2 separate regions of the Bicyclus anynana genome follow, and region 1 is linked to region 2. The links are chromatin contacts, called in public Hi-C maps. All regions are on one chromosome and are shown on one strand. The core of a region is the stretch at or near the end of the contact, and the rest is flanking DNA. Distances in the headings are between cores, read along the strand shown.

Evidence for each region. A called contact is a pair of places that touch in the nucleus more often than the background predicts.
Region 1: a Hi-C map of whole larva shows a contact between it and region 2, with 4 times the contacts expected there. The contact joins the enhancer-like site here to the promoter of LOC112055674 in region 2. A contact is called at or near these places in 2 of 2 Hi-C or Micro-C datasets (whole body and whole larva).

What each region holds. Positions count from the first base shown.
Region 1 is chr1:7,233,519-7,240,923 of ilBicAnyn1.1, reverse strand. It overlaps LOC112053701 (serine/arginine repetitive matrix protein 1-like), which reads left to right. Exons shown (of 7, transcript XM_052881361.1): 5 at 1-150; 6 at 775-984; 7 at 2,195-4,731. The coding sequence ends at 2,284. The region is part of intron 2 of LOC128198073 (a long non-coding RNA gene); the gene reads right to left. Among protein-coding and RNA genes, the nearest start is that of LOC112053703, 6.0 kb to the left of the region's middle. Within about 2 kb of position 4,988, at least 7 of the 8 cell types and tissues checked have open chromatin away from gene starts, as enhancers often do.
Region 2 is chr1:7,143,187-7,150,511 of ilBicAnyn1.1, reverse strand. LOC112055674 (mid1-interacting protein 1A) reads right to left here and starts at 3,435. Exons shown (of 2, transcript XM_024095868.2): 1 at 3,203-3,435. The coding sequence starts at 3,252.

The DNA of each region.
Region 1 (7,405 bases), core at 3,739-6,238, 89 kb before region 2:
GAAAGAGACCCTCTATTAGAAGCAGATAGAGAAGCCGAACGAAAATACCGAGAGTTAATAAGGGAAGCAGAGAAGCTCCTCGTCACAGTATCTCGATCACCCCTTGAGCCACCGCATAATCCTAGAGTACGGGAACTTAGGGCTACAGAGGTTAGTACCATAGTTCCTAATAATATTATTCGTACGTTAGAGATGAAAAGCTTGGTTTTTTCGTAAGACTAAGAGATGAAAAGCTTAATTATTTATAAATAGCAATTCGTACAATTTGTTTAGTGCTATTTATTTATATAAGACCGCATGTAGAAAAAGGCACAACAAATATGTTTTTGTTTTAAATAAATACTAGCAGATGCCTACTTGGTGCCTACGCGTGATTTTATTAAGTTTCTAAACATACTATTTAATCTATTTTTGGATTAATTTTCATTAAAATCCGTTCTGTAGTTTTTGCTTCATTGAATAACAAAACACCCAAAAATTCAAACTTAGACATTTCTAATACATATATCAACTAGCTGTGTTTTACCCGCGTATGTCAAGGTAAAAAGTAGCCTTGCTGCTAACTCGGAATCTTTCTCTGTGCCAAATATTTACTAAATTTATTTAGAATAACTGTTCTGGCGTGATTGAGTAACAAGCATCTATCCCAACTCTCACTTTAATAATATTAGATTTCCTAGTAGCACGTTGTCTTATCCCGTTCTTGGTATTTGTAATTTGTATCCTATATACCCTTAAATAACCATCTTTAACCTTAACCTCCATCGTTTAAAGGTGGATGCACCCCGACGGAGCCCAGAGCGCACTCACGTGACCAACTTCATCCGAGCTAACTCCCCCGAGCCCCCCCGACGTCTCTCGCCTGTAGCAAGACGCTCCCCCCTCGCAGCACCGCCGCCTCCCCGGCCCCAAGTACAACCTCCATCACCGACGGATAGACCGCACTCTGAACCGCCGAAGAGGAAAGCTTACGCACGAGATGAGGTGTGTAAATTAGTTTTACTCACACAAGCAGAAATAGAACCTCACACAGAAGTGTTAGAATAATGCTCAGTAGTCTCATTATTGCACTCGTGCACTAAGTTTTTACCCGATGATACTTATTGTACAATTTGTACAAAATGGAAAATTCTTACTCCAATACAGGTTGTAACAAATACTTAGGGTATGAAATCATTGCAGGCACATCATTGTTAAAACCACATTGTTTTCAGGTTCCACAATATTTATTCAATTGGCTTTCATTTGTGCCTGTGCACGGTTTATCTAGCCAGTGTCGATTAGATGCAGATTTCTTTGGGACAGTACAGTAGGTATAACTTTCGAATTTTAGCGTGCCTTTAATCACACCCAGGCTGACTCAGAAGCACTGGACATAATTTACAGCACATCTAGCATTTTGGGGCCAACTACCAAAGTTAACCTTACTTATCAAATCCTTAGTTTACCTTTTGCCACTTTCCACTAATTTTGTTTATGTTAGAATATTCAGTAGTTGATCCACTTAACAACACACCCTTATCGAAGATATTGTAAAGCTGTACTCCGTGGTTTTTACATTTATTTGTTAGGTTTGTATGACAATGGTTTTTATTATCGTCTCAGTTTTTCCCCATATTGCTGTTTACAATTTGTGGTTTCGCTCGTATGATAAAAATGCTTTTTCATTTCGAATAAATTTCAAGTCACGTAGGTAATTCTGTTTTAGATTAGTCATTAACTAATTTAGCCTACATAGTTGGTTTTTCTCATTTAAAAAATGTTAAATGTTTCAGTTATAACGATTATGGAAATCTCCATTATATATATTGCTTTTTGCGCATCAATATTATTTCGGGCGCCGACTTAATAACATTAGTGATTTGTTACTTGATTATCAAACAAATTAAGGCGTTAATGGCATTGTCAATTAAAATATTTATGGTTTTCCTAACCTTGATTTGTGATATTCATATGAAAATTCATAACATAGGTTTTTATAAATGTACGAATTGACAATCATACACGTCATCATCACCATCATCATATTAGCCGATGGACGTCCACTGCAGGACATAGGCCTTTTGTAGGGACTCCCAAACATCACGATACTGAGCCACCTGCATCCAGCGAATCCCTGCGACTCGCTTGATGTCGTCAGTCCACCGTCACTCATACACGTAAAACGATTTAAATTATTATTATTATTTTACAGGTTTTACAGACACTGGAGGGTCTACGAAAAAGTTTACAGCAGCAATCTGCGTTGCTCGCAGTGCAACGTACACGCCTGGACTCCCTCTAACATGATGTAAATTATGTTTTGGTAGCACTTAAATGAGTGCGGTCTAGCAATCGTGCGTTACCAAAACGTACATGAATAATCTTCCCTGCCAAATAGTAGTAGACCCTTTCATTTACATATCCTTGTAGTTTCTTTGTTTACCCAAGCGTACAGTTTGCGAAAATGGTTTGCTTAATCGTGTATTGTTGAATTTGTTATAGTTGCTTAGTTGATTTGTGTTTGTAAGTCTCTTGTACTTTCGTCTTACTTCTTACGTCTTCTTGTTCTTCGTGGTTTGGATTCAGATCGTTTGTCGAATGTGTCAATTGAGTGTCCACTTTTATGAGATAAAAATTTCCCTGGACTAAATGTTCTCGTCGCCTCAAAATTAATAATAGTATTATTGTCAAAGTAAATATAATCCACTAATGAAAATAATAATGTACAATTTATAGAAGGTTAAAGTACTTTAATCTGATATGAACAAAATTTTCAAGGAGACATAACAAGTTCCACCTTTCATCCTAAAAAGATCGATGGTACAAAGCCTGAACCCTGCAATTTCCATAACGAGTTTCACCGTTATAATTCACTTTTTCAACGTTACCCATAATAATTTACTTGAAAGTAACGTTCCTAAATTAATGATGAGGTGGGTGGAATAAAAATATTATGGCTTTTTTTTGCTATTTACATGATGTTTTGGCAATCTATTTAAAATTTTTGATTGCTTTTAACATTTATGTTAAGATTTAAATTTACACTGAATGTGCAAACCATGCATTCTATTCGCATGTTTTTGGGATACGTAGTTCTTCCATATTTCCTAGACAAATCCCTCCAAAGATGTAGTCTAGTCGACATATTAGGTATTTGTAGTTAGTAGTGTTGTTATCGTTTTATATAGGCGAGGCCATTTTTATTATTCCAAATACATAATATTTGTAGTACCATTATTATTCATATTTAGATTGTAAACGGCTGTTGGATTTATGCGATATAACATTTTAATACGAATTCTATAGTTTTGGAGCATCTGTATACCTATATCATATGTTTAATAAATACCTAAGTGCGAATGTCCTCACAACAATGTCTTTCATATATTCAAATAGTCTTTCAGTTAATAATGTAAAGAAAGCTGGCGACTCATTAAATTAAACAAAAGACATCATTTTAAAGCCAATTTGTGTCAGTGGCGTGCAATCCACGGAAGTATAAAAACACTGTTAAAGGAGTTTTATAATTTGTATAATTTATGTAAAGGCGGTTAATTGCCCTACTTATATTATGCATTGTAGTTTTTATACAGTTACAATAACTTGTATTTTTATGATAATTCTACTGAATTAGTCAGCTGACATTGCGAATTATAGTCAAAACCCTCTGCACGTCGCTGATTAGTGTGCCATATTAGCTCATTCCATCAACAGCCGTTCAGTTTAGGGCATTAGAACATGTATCGAGTATTGTAGCGTAGGACTAGACGAGTATTAGCGGTCTCCCTATAGCGTAAGCAACCGTGGCCACGCGTAAGACTGCCTTTACTTCATATACAATGTTTACTCGTTACAATTTGGGCTAAGATCGTGTCATGATTGTTACTCAAGTTGCAACTGAATACTTAAAGATGTCGCAAGTCGCATTATAATCGTGATACGGAATTTAGCTGTTCTGTTTAGTCACTCGACTGATGGTTCAACCTAATGGGAATTTTCGTCTAATGTCAAATTCAAATTCTGTTAAAAAAATAAAAAAATATATTTTGTTAAGTGTACCATAACAAAATGCTGAAGAACTAACAATTTAAAGTTACCTTAATTTGACAAAAAGTTTATACATATATGTATCTTTAATACAATTAGCTCAATTAAAAGAAAAAAAATGTTAGTCATATTTTAAATTGTAATTAAATTGAATACGTTTTACTGAACCATCTCGAAGATTTTCAAGCGCGCGCTACTACCTTGATACTAAGTTTTTTTAATGAATTGTGAATCTGAGAGATGGCCGGTAAACAATATATTGTATGTTTATCACGTTATTTGTTAAAAATGTGTGCTTTTAGCAATCATCGGTCGAGTAATAAGGGTGCCCCCAGTTGGTCCCATATTTTTGTTAGTGCAATATTTGGCGAGAACGTGCGACAATAATCGTAGTCGCCTGTGCCGAGTGTAAATATATTACTCGTTCAGCCTATCGTCACACTAGCGTTTTTTTGTCACCATTAACAAAATCCACCTTTAAATTTCAACGACCAAATAATTAGGTGAATATTAAGAGGAAACTCGCTAAAGTTAGCTGCAAGTTTGATACTGTTTGCATAACGATACTTATCGACTACTTTGATAGTTTACCGTGTGACAACTGACAAGGCTCTCTAGTGTGTCTATAGGTTTACTTGTTTATTGTAAGTATAAATAAGATTTATACGTTTAGTTGAATTTTCATTAAAATATAAAAATTAATTGGGACTTTTATTCCGTAAAGTAGCCAGTTATGTACCTAGATAGTAGATACCTACTTACGCATTCTTGTATTTATGTACCATACTTCGTAAAACATTTTTTTTGTCAATAAAACCTTCCACTGTAAATTACAATGATTACAAATTACTGAAATAATATAAATTCTCAAGATTGTTTTTCGTCGCAGAACTCAAAGGTTTACGAAATGTTTGTTGCATACTCTACTAGATGGCGCTAATTGAATGTTTCTTCTGACGCCATGTAGATGGCGCATGCTGTTTAGCTTAAAGTTATAGTATTGATTTTATGATAGGCTGATAGCGAAATGATAATGAAAGAGAACAATGATGGTGTCTTCCAACGATATATATACTCTAAGCTCAGCTACATCCCCAATTTCCTAACTTCGGGCTGAAAATATTTGCTGAAAATTTCTTAGAAAAACTCAGTAGATGCAGTAAGTAGTGGTACTGCAGAGTGCAGACAACCCGAGACTTAAACCCAGGACTTCGTAATCCGAAGTCACATAGGTTAACCACTGGAACAACAGGGTCAGTAGCCATGTCAGGTCAGCACGTCGATTCTCTTCCTATAATCGCAAACGTTTCAAAGGACACTTGACCTGTCGATAATGAATCGACATTCATTGTCGACAGGTCAAGTGATCAAGTTATTGATCGTATCTCCCAATTTTTTTTTAATTCTCGAATCGTTAGCATTTGTAGAAAAATAATCGACGCGCCACATGGCTACAGGCTCAAGCAAACGACTGAATAGATAATGTAACTATTCATTAATAGTTCACATTTGTATTCTCAAAGGAAAGGGGTGGCGGCCAGAATAAGGTTGAGAGCCTAATAATAAGCAAAATCTCCTCGGTAAAGGAGCTGGCCTCACGCTCAGAGGTCATGGGGTCATGTTTTTTTTCGACTAATTGGACGTGAACGGGAATATTGGGCATAAGTAAGTATTATAAGACATACTCGTAATATGACAAAATTATTAAAAAAAAAACCAATGTATAGAAGTTTTAAATGTGCAGCAAATAGGTAATGTAAAATATATGTAATAACTCGGTGATGTAACTCATCAGGTGACTTAAATCTCAATGATCAATGACACCAAGTTGTACACAAATGAAAGCACTTCACGGTCATAATAATCAACTGCGAACTGGGTATCAATTTGCGACATAGCAACGACGAACAATTTTAGCACTACCTTGCAGTAGCTAATACATCTGTACCAATTTAAAGATTTGTATTTTTGTATGTAACGAATAAACTCGAAACTACTGCATCGATTTGAAAAATTCTTTCACCAATAGAAAGCTACATTTTCAGGTCGTAACATAGGCTATATTTTTCACCGTATTCCCACCGAAGAGGGGAACAATGTCAAACCACGACGTAGGTTCGTACCTATGGCATAATGCACTGTACGACATAGTCATGTATGTCGTACAGTGCAATAAGACAAATTCCATGGGGCAATACATATTTTCAATGGGGCAATATATATTATCGATTTTTTTTCTGATGGACCTCAGCGGCGTCACCGGAGGGTTAATATTACAGACTTAATTGGTCTAAGGAGCTTCCTTAGGTTGACGGAACAGGTGGACGGGTTAAAATAACTACGTAATTTTTACCTTTCTGCATATTGTCACAGAAAACATATATTGTACAAGTAATATTGTCCACAAATCATAGTATAAAAAAGTATCAACTTTTTTACTAACTTTTAAAATTGTATAATTTATTACTTAATAATTTTTTGACAAAGCCACCAAAGCTTTACTTTCGTGTACTTATGTAGATATACCATTGGTATACCTATGTTCGAATACATTAAGTATGTGCGTAGTTTAAAATTTTGCATGTCTAAACAACTTCCTGTTACTTTGAAATTTTGCATGCATGTAATGTTGTAGGTATCAGAACTAGGTAAGTATACAAAGAGTTATGTTGCCAAGCAAATAAAATACAGGCAAAATTTACCCCGAAGAGAATTAAAAGCAGGCGAGTGGTACGTTCTCGTATGGTGTTTAAATCATGCTGGTTGTTGGAGCTAACAGGTAACAAAGGTTCAGACCCTTAGTATAATAATAATTCATTCTATTCAGAATAAATCATTACATAATAAGTAAGTCAAGTGCTTTGTAAGAAATACACATTCTATTATAGCCAACCAAGCAAGCCTATAATATTACTGTAGGTTGAAAGGTATATTTTGGTGCTAAATGTCTAATGAGTTTTATGAGGCGTGCTTTGGATTTTCGTGATTTTCCGAAAACCACATCGCTATTCCACTTAAATGAATAAGGATTTTATTTATCTTGCTCAGAAGTAGGTATATGTATTGTCTTGTACTTGATTAGAAATTGTTTTTGTTTCATATTGAACTGAATATATAACTAGCCCTACTTGTATGGGATATAGGGCGAACTATGGGCCCTTTTCTATTCTACGCTAATCCACACCTTCTGACCCTATTGCTTTGTCATGTTAATTTTATAGACTTGCGGGAATTATTAATATTGGACTTCGGTCGCGAACGGTTCAAATGCGTTTTACAATAATACAATGAATGTATTTGAATGTGAAAAAATAGTCACTTTACACACACATAGACAAGAACAACTATGCTAAAGTAGGTAGCTATTTGTGTTATC
Region 2 (7,325 bases), core at 2,186-4,685:
ACTCCCAGATAAAGTAGCATTAAGTGAAAAAAAAAATTCAAATCAGTTCAGTCATTTGAGAGCCTATTCAATTCAGACAAACATACTTATATTTTTTTTCTATTCTATTTCTATTAACATTCAAATATTCACATAGATGTTATAGTTGATACAGTATGAAGTGTAGGTACCTTATGTGCAATTCTTTAGAAGGAGAGAACAGACAATATAAGTTTTATCAGCAGGTCTTTAAAATTTAATCTCGAAGCGGCCTTGTGTGCCTTTATGTATTTTGCAACTTATTACATAAACACATAAGCATACAGGTTGACAGATCAAGGCCTTAGCACCAGATGAAAAAAATTTCAATATTCTTACACTAAATGAGGCAAAGAGAACAAACATTACCAACTAACCTATAACTGGCATACTAGGTAGTATTATTTCACATATGTTTTTTAAATTTTTTTCTGATTGTGTGTAGGCTCGTTAATGGATGGGATCACAGGTCATCACCAGGGGTTTTGGACTAGTGCAAAAGCATCGCCAGAGTCTTTAGACTTTTTGTGTAGCAACTACTAACAATAAAGAATATAAAAAAGTTAATTAGAAAAAGTAAAACCTATTTGGATCATTTACTTTAGGCATTTAGTGAATTTCATAAATTATAGTCCTCAAACTACTTTTACTACTAAAATTTAAATTAGTAATCACAAAAACAAGTTACACATGAAATTGATTTATAATTTAAATAGGTAAAACTAATATGAAAAATGTTCAATATCAAATTGAATTAGTTCCAGAATTAGGTTTTAAATATACCTACAACTCAGCATGAAATTTGTGAGTTTTTTCTGTCACCCCACACTGTAAAACCATGGAATACTAAGATATTCTTCATTAGCTTATTGTTCTGCTCCAAGGTGCAAGGTGCTGTACCAAAATTCATCTAAATCAGTTCAGCAGTATAACTATGCAAAAGTGTCAAACAGGCTATTTTCACATTTATAATAATAATAATAATAATAATAATAATAATAATAAATAAATAAATATACATAAACAATACACATCACTATCTAGCCCCAAAGTAAGCCCCCCACAGAGTAGCTTGTGTTATGGGTGCTAAGATAGTTGATATTATAATATTAATATACAATTATATACTACATATAAATACTTATATAATGTATAAATACACACAGACACTGGAAAACACTCATGCTCATCGCACAAATATTTTCCAGCTGTGGGAATCAAACCCACGGCCGTGGATGCAGAAAGCAGGGTCACTACCCACTGCGCCACGCGGCCGTCAAAATATATTAGTCCTATATATTTTTCAACAAGAATAATTTGATTAGTGTTTTCCCAGTCTGGAGGATAATTTCTAAATATTCAAAAAACAAGGAAAAAGAGTGGTATTTATAGTGTTTTACTCTTAAGCCATCTAAAGATGTCATATCATTTAGGTATGTAATATGCATTAGAGAAATGTAGACAATCTCACAACAAAAGACAAAATAGAAGGGAAATCTCACAAGTGGCTATTGTAAAAGCTTGAAAACTGAAATGATACTTGAACTATTAGTAGATCTGCACAAAACTGGTACTCTAAGAAGTAAATAGACAATATTAAGTAACAAAAGCTCCAAGGTAAAGGGGCCGGCCTCATTGTAGAGAGGTGATGGTTTAAACCCTGCTTGCTGGACTATCATCGTACTCACTACTAACACTGTCTTTCGCAACTAATTGGAGGGGAAAGGAAATGTTGGTTGTATTTAAAAATATAGCAAATATTCTTTAAATAAAAAAAATATATGAGATTGATCAGGGTTATTTAGCTCCACGCTGATATAATGCTGACTGGCAGACTTAGGGTGATAGTGATAATTCTTAGTAAATCAGATGTTAATTATACTGACTGTGACCAACTGCTTATCTTGTACTCTAAGGCATGGGGTATGTAACACCATCAACTTAATTCCAGGTTGAGAATTTTGATTAAAAATTTTTAGAAGAAAATCTTACTATTTCATAGTAGATCACAGGACTCAAATCCCAGACCTAGTGATTTGAACACATAGTATTACCACTGGACCAACAAGGCATATTTTTGATAAGTAGCAAGTGGCCAAATTTTCCTCCGCTCATAGCCGACAGATCTCATGAGAACAGAACGAAAAAAAAAAGAAGTAACAAGTGGATGATCTAATGAAATGCATTACTTAGTCCAGAGTATTGCAAAAGATAAAAGAAGTTCACTTAATTGTTATGTTTTAGGGTCAAGTATACATAAATTAATTCGACCCTGGTGTTAAATATATTCATTGGGTATTTGTACAACCTCATTACTGCATACAGTAATAATTCAATTAATTAAAGGATCAATTAAAAGGATGTTTTATGAATTTGTACAATGTAAGAAAAGCAAAATTGATTCTGAAACAACACTAACTTGATGTTATTGGAAAAGAATTGGGTTTTGCCATTCATTTAACAAATTCATTCAACATATAACTGACAAATATTATTCCACAAAAAATTTGGAAAACCCCAGATGTGGTGGGACTGGTGGGTGGTAGAAACTATATCTTATTGACTACATTATTGGTCTAGATTTGGAGGTTGTCAGTCAGGGTATGCACTAGTGAGACAATTTAACCAGTGGTAAAATCTGCATTTGATAAATAATTACAGAACATTAATTAAGGTATGCAGTTCTTTAAAACATGTAAGAACAGTACGCCGCTGAGAGTTCGTGATTACATAGCAGATTTTATGTTATGTCATGCTCAAAATTTTATATGTTATTGACCTATATCGGCGATTACTTAATAGTTTGATGAATGAATTAAAGTTTTCTATCATTGACGTATCGTGAGTCATGCTTTGCGCACGCCCATTAAAGTTGTCTCAATGCAGGATAACCTCATTGAAGTCGATCAGAAAAAAGAAGAAAAAGAACACTCGACACCGTTGGAGTGACGCCACGACTTTATCACGCCAATAAGATGCAGATTGCAGAGGTTGCGACATTTGTACGATGCATACTGCTAATGTGAAAGGAATTCGACATTTCGTCAATCTAAACCTCTATACATCTCAAAACTCATTATATTTTACTTCTACAATAATTCGTGTCGAGGTTACCACAAAATCACATCCCAGATCGAACCCACGAAGGGCGCTGCCATTTAAAGTGGTTGAAAATTGTACCAACCTGCTGTTCTCCAATTTGGTCGATATGTCGGTATTGAAAGACATCTTCATGTAATATTTAAACGTATTAAATAGCACTGAACACACACGTCCTGGGGTTTTCACTTATTAAATTTAATTGACGTTTGTAATGTGAGCTTACGAAACGTCGCGTACTGATTTTTTAAAAATTAAATTCACAGAGCACAAGCGACCGCACACGAACGCGAGATTTTGACGTTTGGCAAGTAGTGGGGAGCGTCCTCGCGTATTTATATGACTGGATCGTACGATGCGGGGGAAGCGAACTCGGTATTTTATTTTATCATTATTGTACATTATACAGTAAGCCTAAGAAATTGTTATTATTCATTGATTGTTACGTATTTACAGCATTCTTATGTATAAGAAATATATCTTTGTTTTGTTATAATTTTATCTCATGAACAGTGAATTTATTAATGCAAAGCGATCGTAGACTGGGTGCGTCCCACGAAGTCACACCACATGCGGGCTCTCTGATTGGCTGTTCGGCATCGTTACTTCGATTCATCGGTAGATTTTAAATTTTTACCAGTACACATTATTTGTTAAATATCTACTTAAAAGAAAAAAAAGACCCAAAAGTTTTAATAAGTACATACAAACATAGATGTAAAACAGTTAATATTTATTTTTAATTGACTATCTTAGAAATAAAAAATACAACAGGCACCCAATGATATTTAAGGTCTTTGCAGGCACCTACTTATTTGCCAAAGGGTAGGTAGAGGCTACTTCTACCAACCCTAATTAAATCCTACTTATAAATTTTATATTAATATGTGTAAAAAGTTTTATAGTAACTGGGGTAATTAAGGTGAAAGATCATGAATACATTCACACTTACCATTGTATGTAAATCTAGAACCGAATGCCGATCGTTTTGTTTATATTTCAATATAGGTACGGACGTATATTATGTATAAGTACTTGAATTAAGTAGTTTAAATTAATCAATAATTAGGTAGGTTGTTATTTCAACATTCCTTTGTGTACACGTCAATATTAAATAATTGTACCTGACTTTCAAAACAATTTGACTCCCTTCACGGTAGATAGGTACTTAACTAAATTAAAATAAAACACAGAACCATCTTACTTAGTAATTTTCTTTGCAGGCATTTATTGAATATTCGAATATAGATCTACCAAAAACCACATCATAAAGAATAAATCCAGAATGAGTGTTTACAAGCAGCGTGGTGAAGCCGGTGAAACCCATAAAAAACAAACGTCACGCGTCTCCTTGACATTGACATCCGCATAACTTTTTTCATAATTTGTGTTTCAAAATTTAACACTAACAACAATTACGTAAATTAATATAATAATCAATAATATCCAATAAAAATACTTCATCTTATTTCTTTCGCTTTTAAAATATTTGAAAACATAAGACGCCATTTTTCTTGAATAATATTGAAAATTACTCATGCAACGTTGATATACCGTCGTGTTCCGTGCTCTATATCTGTTAATCTATGCCAAAAACAAAGAATTTAAAAAAAAAACGTTTTACCTATGAGTAAGAACAGAATAACATTTTATGTGAGTGTATTTGTCTAAATAGTTAATTAAAATTAACTGAGACTTAAAAAAATAGAAAATTTGACCCAGCGCATACCGCCTCAAATTAAAATGTCTAAATATTGCATTAACCTGTTAGCGGAATGAAATAAAAACAATTAACTGTTTTACATCTTCTTACAATTGATAAAATAAAAAAAATTGTTTTGCCCCTTTCTGTATGACAGTAGTATAAACATTTATTTATATTGTAGTTACTTAAAATAATAATCCATATTAAACAGCCTATTTATCGTACTTTCAAGTAACCAATTGGGTCGATTCCCTTCATTAAACTGAAGAACCTTTACATTTTTGTGATTTTCTTACCTTTCCAATGTGAGAGGAAATACATCGAGGCCGAACGAGACGAGACAAAAAATAATAATTGTTAAAAATCAGACAATCTGTTCTTGGGTTATCATCTTAAAAGCCGTTTCTTAGACCATATTACCTAAAATGAATATATTCATGCTATATTTTTATATGTATATTGTAATTACTAATATATTGCTACTAACGGACGCTCGCGTGACTTTGTGAAACTCGATGTAAACTTTCAACCCCTATTTTTTTAAAAAAAAGTAATATAGCCTATTGAGTGCTACTCAAGGGTAGTGTAGCTTCCCAACAGTGAAATAATTTTTCAAATAGGTTCAGTAGTTTCTGAGCCTATTCATTACATACAAACAAACAATCAAATCTTTCTTCTTTATAATATTAGTATCATCATCATCATCATTCTCAACCCATACTCGGCTCATTACTGAGCTGGAGTCTTCTCTCAGAATGAGAGGGGTTAGGCCAATAGTCCACCACGCTGGCCCAATGCGGATTGGCCGACTTCACACACGCAGAGAATTAAGAAAATTCTCAGGTAGGTATGCAGGTTTCCTCACGATATTTTCTTTCGCCGTTTGAGACACGTGATATTTAATTTCTTAAAGATAAATATTAGTATATAAGTATTCATATATACTAGATATATATCTGCACTCTGTGGTATCAATTTGGTAGATAAGTATTTTATGTAAGCGACACACCCACTGTCGTCATACAGATTACAGTATTAATAAAGTTAAGGTTAACTTGAAAACATGTTTTGTATTTGTTGGCAACTCGTTTACGTTCATGAGCTGAATCGGTTGTATACACGTTGCTGTGAAAATAATTGTCGTTATTGTTATTAGCGCATAATCGCGGTATCGCTTTGATTAACTCTCTAACTATTTAGTACTAGTGTAGGTACATCGCCTCCTGCAACCCACCGCTAACTTTGACTTCACCATAATGGGTATTAAATTCATTAAATGCGGAATTCAATTTATCAACATTAACGAATTTTTAAAAGCCAACTCCTGGGCTATTGTAATATTAAAGGAATGATTTGGAGTTTGGACCCGTCATGCTGCTCTTATGAGGGTGGGCTCAAAGTATAAATATTTGACGTTATAAAGACAACGATCAGATTATGACCAATTTATAACTAAACTAGCGGACGCCCGCGACTTCGTCCGCGTGGAATTTACTTTTTCACAAATACCTTGGGATCCATGGATTTTTTTTGGGATAAAAAGTAGTCTATATGTTAATCAACACTATAATCTGTCTCTACTTAAAATTTCAGGCTACTCGGTTCAGTAGCCGAGGCATGAAAGAGAAACAAACACTTATACCATCAAAAATATAAGGTTTGCGTAAATCTCATGAATCCAAGGTTCGGGATAAAAAGCCTATTTGTTAATCCAGAGTAAAATCTATTTCCATTCCAAATATCAGCCAAATTCGTTTAGTAACTTGCGCCGTTAAAGAGTAAGAAACATCCAAACATACATCCAAACTTTTGGGTTTATAATATTAGTAGGATGGCAGCAGCTATAGTAATAAAAATTTTAATAAAAAAAATTCAACCGACTTCCAACTCTAAAATTAACCTAAACTAAAAAGCAAAAAATAACATCTTACCTATGTGCTACTTTTTGATCAGTTTGAAGGCGGTGCCAAGCCAGTGATGTTTTAATTCAAGCCGTTTAAATTACAAAATTTCTGTGGTTCTTTCAGAAACGACTTTAATTAAAACATGACACTGGATTGGCACCGCCTTCAAACTGATCAGAAGGTAGCACATAGGTAAGATGTTATTATTTAACCGAAGCCGAAGTTTGATCTTAAGGACGAGAGGTATTAAGTACATACAACATATTCCTACTTAAGTACTACTTTCATTATAAACGCCCAAATTATCATAGGTTACTTTTTAATTATTTGGGAATTTATCATTATTATAAAAAGTTCAAGTTCAGTTGGGCAGGAGAATCAGTTGCAAAATATCGCTTGAGGGTTACAAACCAAACCTGGCCTGTAATGCAGGAAATCTTTAAATAAAGATTTAATTATTTTACTTATTAATTTCACACGGAGTTTTATCCGCATGTCCTCGTATCGGTACACAGTAGAGATGTTTTAATTTATACAAAATTAATTATACATGTCAATTGTTCAAGGGTCTCAAACCAGACTCAAACTGAAACTCACCT